Linked DNA regions of Zea mays: region 2 is linked to region 1. A link is a contact called in public Hi-C data. All regions are on one chromosome and are shown on one strand. Each heading gives the region's core, a stretch centred on a gene start, on an enhancer-like site or on the middle of the called end of the contact. The rest is flanking DNA. Distances are from core to core; before and after follow the strand shown. Region 1 holds the start of LOC100285057. Region 2 holds the start of LOC100193538 (Cellulase (glycosyl hydrolase family 5) protein).

Region 1 (3,231 bases), core at 67-2,566:
TCTAGCTCAGCTAGCAATTCAGGAAGGCTTTTACTGTCACCAGAGGCAGAGAGTTTCTGTAATTCTTTATTCACATCCTCTGTCTCAAGGGTCAGCATCTGCCTTTCAGTAATAAGTCTCTTTGCCTCCATATGCACTTGATGAAGCTCCTTCTTCACCGCATCACCACTATGTATGTCTGCCTCCATTAATCTAATTCTCTCCAATAAATCTCTAATATGCAAATCAGTCTCTGTCTGAACTTCACCTAGGTGGGTGCGGATTATTTGCATCTCTTTCTCTGTATCAACAATGTCCTGCCTCAAGACCACATGGCTTGATGCTAACCGCTGATTCTCCATGATAAGCTTTTCCACTTCTGCAGTCTGCATGGCAAGCTTGTTCTCCAGCATCTCCAGTGTAGATGAAGACTCCAAAGGTGAGTGGCTAGAAAGGCTGCCTGCAGCGAAGGAACCATGGCGCATCAGTGCTGGAGCTTGGGCAGTCAGTCCATCTAGGTGTCCACGGTGAGCCATTATCCTGAAAATACAAATATTGTACATGAAGATGAAAACAAAAGGTGCTTTCAACAGATGCAATTAACAAATAAACACATACCAGGTCTATTAACATGGCACTGCCAGAGATTAGAAAAGCGTTTAGCAAACACTACACTCAGTATTTTATTTTAAAGATTGCAACTACTTCCTACTATCCTACTACATATTTAGCTCGTACATCATGTTCCAGGACATGTTACATGTATCAAGGAGCTGGAACGGTGAGCTTCCTATCCAAGGAAAAAAAACATTGCATTGATGCAATCAATGCAAGTATGTAAACATTTCATTCATGAATCCTAAAGAAGTGAGCATAAAAAAGAATAATACAAACACATCTCCCACTACAACGACATAAAAAAGCATCATCTAACTAAACCTAGATGTTGTGTCCTGAAAATCCATAAGTAGAATCTGGATACATAAAATCAGAGGCATGTCCAATAAAGGACATGAGTGTACACCTACACCCCGATAAAAGGTTTAATACATGTATAGACTTGTGATTATCAGATCCGAATACAAATAGCCAACAAGCTGAAGTTAGGGTTCGGGTCCTCAGTTTTGCGCAGAAAAGGGAAGAGAAGGAGCGGGCATACCTGGCGGGGTCGGTTCTCGCCGCCAAAGGCCCGAATAAGACCTGAGCAGCTGGGCGTAGGCCGTAGGGCGGCAGCGGTCGCCCTAGTTGGTTCGCGCACGCGAGGTGAACGAGAGAAGAAAGTGGCACGCGACTTGAACGGGAGAAGAAAAACACCAAGGCAGGAAGCAATCATTTTCCTTCTGGGCTGTTTACAGTTTGCTTCTCCGCGAGGGCTACTGGGCCGATATCTTCACGCGCATGACTAACGGAAAGGCAGAAAGCCGCCCATGAACCTGGCTCATCCTTTCTTCGTTTTTTTTGGCCTTCTTTCGAACTCTTCGGTATACATTGCCTCAGCCAATCAGACCATGCTAGAACACCTTCCTATTTGCATAGTGGTTCCTCTGAAATATATAGGGGGTGTTTGGTTTAAGACTGACTCCAGCAGCAACTTGTAAAGGGTCTTATACTCTAAATGTAGGGGATGGTCAGGTCCTTTATCCCTCCAACAAAAGACTCTAAAAAGTCCTCTAAAATTTAGAGGATGGCATGTGTGCGCTATCTATAGAGGGTGCTCTATACACTGTACATGTGTGTCAGATCTTTTTTGTGTCTGTACGCTCACATGGTGACGAGTAGTGTCGGCGTTTCGACCCCGGGGGGTCTCTGGACCGACGAGTAAATTGTCGCCGCGTGTCCCAGCCCAGATGGGTCGGCGCGAGACGGAGCACAAAGGGGGGAGAAACAGCAGAGGGGAAACCTGCGGCCTTCGTGTTGTCCTGCGCCCAGGTCGGGTGCGCTTGCAGTAGGGGGGTTACAAGCGTCCGCGAGGGAGAGTGAAAGAGAGAGAGACTGTCCGCCAGCCCGTTCTCCCGCGCGGCCAACCTCTTCGTACGAGAGCCCTGGACCTTCCTTTTATAGGCGTAAGGAGAGGGCACAGGTGTACAATGGGGGGTGTAGCAGTGTGCTAACGTGTCTAGCAGAGAGGAGCTAGAGCCCTAAGTACATGCCGTCGTGACAGTCGGAGAGGTTTTGACACCCTGTTCATGTGATGTCGTGGCCGTCGGAGGAGCGCTTGAGCCTTGTGGAAGGACAGCTGTTGGGGCTGTCGGATCCTTGCTGACGTCTCCTTGCTTCCGTAAGGGGCTGAGAGCCGCCGTCGTCATGGAGCACGCGGGGTGCCATCATTACTTGTTTACCGGGGCGAGCCAGATGGGACGCCGGTCTTGTTCCCCGTAGCCTGAGCTAGCTAGGGGTAGGGTAATGATGCCCCCCCCCCCTGTGACGTGGTCGGTCCGAGCCCGAGGTCGGGCGAGGCGGAGGCTCCTCCGAGGTCGAGGTCAAGTCCGAGCCCTGGGGTCGGGCGAGGCGGAGACCGTCTTCCGAGGTCGAGGCTGAGTCCGAGCCCTGGGGTCGGGCGAGGCGGAGTCCGTCGTCCGAGGTCGAGGCTGAGTCCGAGCCCTGGGGTCGGGCGAGGCGGAGACCGTCTTTCGAGGTCGAGGCTGAGTCCGAGCCCTAGGGTCGGGCGAGGCGGAGTCCGTCGTCCGAGGTCGAGGCTGAGTCCGAGCCCTGGGGTCGGGCGAGGCGGAGACCGTCTTTCGAGGTCGACGCTGAGTCCGAGCCCTAGGGTCGGGCGAGGCGGAGTCCATCGTCCGAGGTCGAGGCTGAGTCCGAGCCCTGGGGTCGGGCGAGGCAGAGTCCGTCGTCCGAGGTCGAGGTTGAGTCCGAGCCCTGGGGTCGGGCGAGGCGGAGCTTCCTATGGCGCCCGAGGCTGGACTTAGCTGTTGTCAGCCTCACTCTCTCGAGTGGCACAGCAGTCGGAGCAGGGCAGGCGGCACTGTTTTCCTATCAGGTCGGTCAGTGGAGCGGCGAAGTGATTGCGGTCACTTCGGCCCTGTCGACTGAGGAGCGCGCGTCAGGATAAGGTGTCAGTCGATCCTTGTATTAAATGCTCCTGCGATACGGTCGGTTGGCGTGGCGATCTGGCCAAGGTTGCTTCTCCGCGAAGCCTGTCCGAGCTGGGCCTCGGGCGAGTCGAAGGTGCGTCCGTTGCTCGAGGGGACCCTCGGGCGAGATGTGAATCCTCCTGGGTCGGCTGCCTTTGCCCGAGGC
Region 2 (3,145 bases), core at 40-2,539, 240 kb after region 1:
TCTTCACAGGCATTGACTCAAACGCTTCAACCGCATCGTCAATGCATCCACACTTCGCGTAGAAGTCCACCAGTGCAGTGCCGAGAATAGTTGTCAGAGATAGGCGCTTCCTTCTTACGTAGGAATGCACCCACTTCCCTGTCTCAAGTGCACCCAGGACAGCACAGGCAGAGAGCACGCTTACCATGGTCACATCGTTCGGCTCAACTCTTGCAAGCTGCATCTCACTGAAAAGACCGAGCGCCTCTCGGCATTGATCTGCCTGCGTGTAGCCTGAGATCATTGCGCTCCAAGCAACCACATCCCTGGACTGCATCCCATCGAACAGCCTCCGTGCCTTACCAATCTCTCCGCACTTGGCATACATGTCCATCAGTGCGGTCACCAATTTCGGGTTCCTCGCCAGCCCCTCCTCGTCCACATGTCCAGCAACCCACTTGCCAAGCTTCGCGTCACCTATCCTTCCGCATGCCGTGACCACACTCACCAATGTGACCTCATCAAAGGCCACACCAACCTCAAGCATGCCCTTAAACATCTCCACCACCTCCATCCAATCTCCGTTCTTCAAGTACGCCGCGACGATCGCGTTCCACATCACCACGCCACTCTCCTCCGCCGCGTCGAACACAAGCCGTGCCGCCGCAACGTCGCCACAGCTCGCGTACATATGAATCAAGCTGCTCAGAACGAACCGATCGGCCACGAGCCCACGCTTGACGGCGTACGCCTGGACGCCGCGCCCTACGTCCAGGGCGCACATCCTGGAGCACGACTTGAGGGCACAGGCGGCGGTGTGCTGATCAGCGGGGCAGGCCGAAGCCGCGTGGAGCATTTCGATGAACAGGTGCAGGGCGTCCTCCGGGTGGCCCGCGTGAAGGAAAGCTCGCATAAGGACGTTGTAGCACGGCGTCGAAAGGGGCGGCCGCGGGCCCAAGCGGAACAGGCTGACCGCGTAGGGGAGCAGCGTCGGAGAGGCCGCGGCCGCCTCGAGGAGGGAGTGGAAGGATTTGGCCGACCCGGTGAGCTCTCCGGACTTGATTAGTGCCGCGTGGAGCTGTGGCAAGTAGCTAGGATCTGCGCGGAGTGGAGCACGTGGCGGCGCCGGCCCGGCGCGGCCCGGTGTGGGGAGAGCCGCCGTGGGGACGGCGGTGGCCATTCGAGATGCCTTGCTTGGGTTTAACTGCTTATCGTTGGTTATTATTATCCAAGTGGTCTCTGCCTCTGCGTGAGACACTGATATCTGGGCCCACACGATAGAGATACCTGTCCTCCATTTAAATTCCGGATCCGCCTCTAGTCTCCGGCGTCTCCGCACAACAACTAATCACCATGGCGGCCTCCACCTCTCCACTCCTCCTCGCCCTTCTCCTCCTACCCGCGCTCACGGCAGCGGCCTCGCTCCTGGCGCTGCCGCTCTCGACGGCGTCGCGGTGGATTGTAGGTGTGGATGGGCGGCGCGTGAAGCTGGCGTGCGCGAACTGGGCTTCGCACCTGGAGCCCGCAGCCGCGGAGGGCCTGGCGCGGCGCCCCGTGTCGGACATCGCAGCGCGCGTGGCAGCGATGGGGTTCAACTGCGTCAGGCTCACCTGGCCGACCTACCTCGTCACCAACGCCACGCTAGCTTCGCTGCCGCTGCGGTGGTCGCTGGAGCGCCTAGGCATGCTGGAGTCCGTCGCCGGCGTCAGAGTCAACAACCCCGCGCTCCTCGACCTGCCCCTCATCGACGTGTTCCGGGTACGTGTTTTTTTCCCGCTCAGTGGAGCACTCAAATTTGTATTTAGTTATTGCTCAAGAACCAGGATTGTTGGTTTAATCGAGATTCTATTTCTTCTTTCGACTAATTTTAATTTTGTGCCACTACCAATCAAGCGCGGTTGATTTTTTCCATAAAAGAAGCTTTATAAAAAGGTTATCAAGAGTGATACATAATACAAAGACTTGATACTTTCAGTCAGTCTCTGCCTAATGCACATAGGCAACCTAACAGGAAAAAGAAAAACAGACATAAATATAGCAGCATCCCCAAGCTAGCGACAATCAATCCGAAGACTAGATTGTCACCTATGCGACCGAAAAAAAAAATATTATGGTCGTCCACATCAAGAGTTATGATCCCTCCACAACCAACGGTCACATCTCCTCTCGCTGAAGGATAACCTAACTTGAAAGATTCCGTGTGACCAAATAGATAACCTGCAAAAGAGAGTTTTTTCTAAAAACTATGTTATTTCTACCGATCGAGAGCGCCCAACACAACACCGCCGCTACAAGTAAAAACACTGGTTTCAACACACTATTAAAACCTTGAAGCCAACCTCCAAACATATGCATATGGTCCACATTTTATGGTTAATTGATTCTAGTGCCGATCTGTTGATGTTTTTTAGATAAGGGTTACTTAAGTTGGCCTTCTTTGGAAGGCATTGTAGGAGCAGCGATCGAACCCTGGCGACCAGCTCCCGCCCTGCAAAAGCACTGTAACTGTTAATGTGACCGGTGCTGGCCCAAGTGAGAACGAGGAAAATAATTGGATATAGCTTCTTTCTCTTGGCTTTGAATTGGCAAGTAGTGATTTTTGTTAAGTCAAACTTATCTGGGTTTGATCAAATTTGTAAAAAAAATGTATAGTATCAACAATGCCAGATAAATGCACTATAAAAATACTTGATGAAATTAATTGGATGCGGCAGGTGTTGTCATGTTAGTGCACTTTGTGTACACTTGGTCAAAGTTACAAAAATTATACTGAGGAAAAGAACTCAAATAAACTGTTTTTTCAGCATAGTAGTAGTATTCAGAATTGCTGCTCTTGTATGACCAAAATGAAGTCGAATTTAACAATAATGGACAAGTGACTGCCTTTATTATACTCTCTCAAGCAAGATTATGTCATGGATCAGTTGAAGTATAGCTAAACCAGCAACTCGCTGTTTTTGGCCAAAACAGGTTGCTTAACAAGTCCAAACGTTACAAAAAAAGGAAACTTGAATGCCTCGGATCTCATTAGTGCTATTTGATTTTTACTTAAACAAGTTGGAGTTGCTTCCAAACTCTGCTGTTGGCTAAAACAGATTTCTTAACAAGTCAAAACTTTACAAACAAGTGGAAACTTGAATGCGTAGGATTTCATTGATGCTATTTC

The links. A called contact is a pair of places that touch in the nucleus more often than the background predicts.
Region 2: a contact with region 1 is called in a Hi-C map of tassel, with 2.2 times the contacts expected there. The contact joins the promoter of LOC100193538 here to the promoter of LOC100285057 in region 1. A contact is called at or near these places in 2 of 25 Hi-C or Micro-C datasets (leaf and tassel).

Annotation. Positions count from the first base shown.
Region 1 is chr10:127,803,537-127,806,767 of Zm-B73-REFERENCE-NAM-5.0, forward strand. LOC100285057 reads right to left here and starts at 1,317. Exons shown (of 4, transcript NM_001254887.2): 1 at 1,139-1,317; 2 at 1-519. The coding sequence starts at 515.
Region 2 is chr10:128,041,552-128,044,696 of Zm-B73-REFERENCE-NAM-5.0, forward strand. It overlaps LOC100193538 (Cellulase (glycosyl hydrolase family 5) protein), which reads left to right and starts at 1,290. Exons shown (of 4, transcript NM_001138649.1): 1 at 1,290-1,737. The coding sequence starts at 1,333. LOC103641766 (pentatricopeptide repeat-containing protein At1g08070, chloroplastic) reads right to left here and starts at 1,708. Exons shown (of 1, transcript XM_008665099.4): 1 at 1-1,708. The coding sequence starts at 1,159.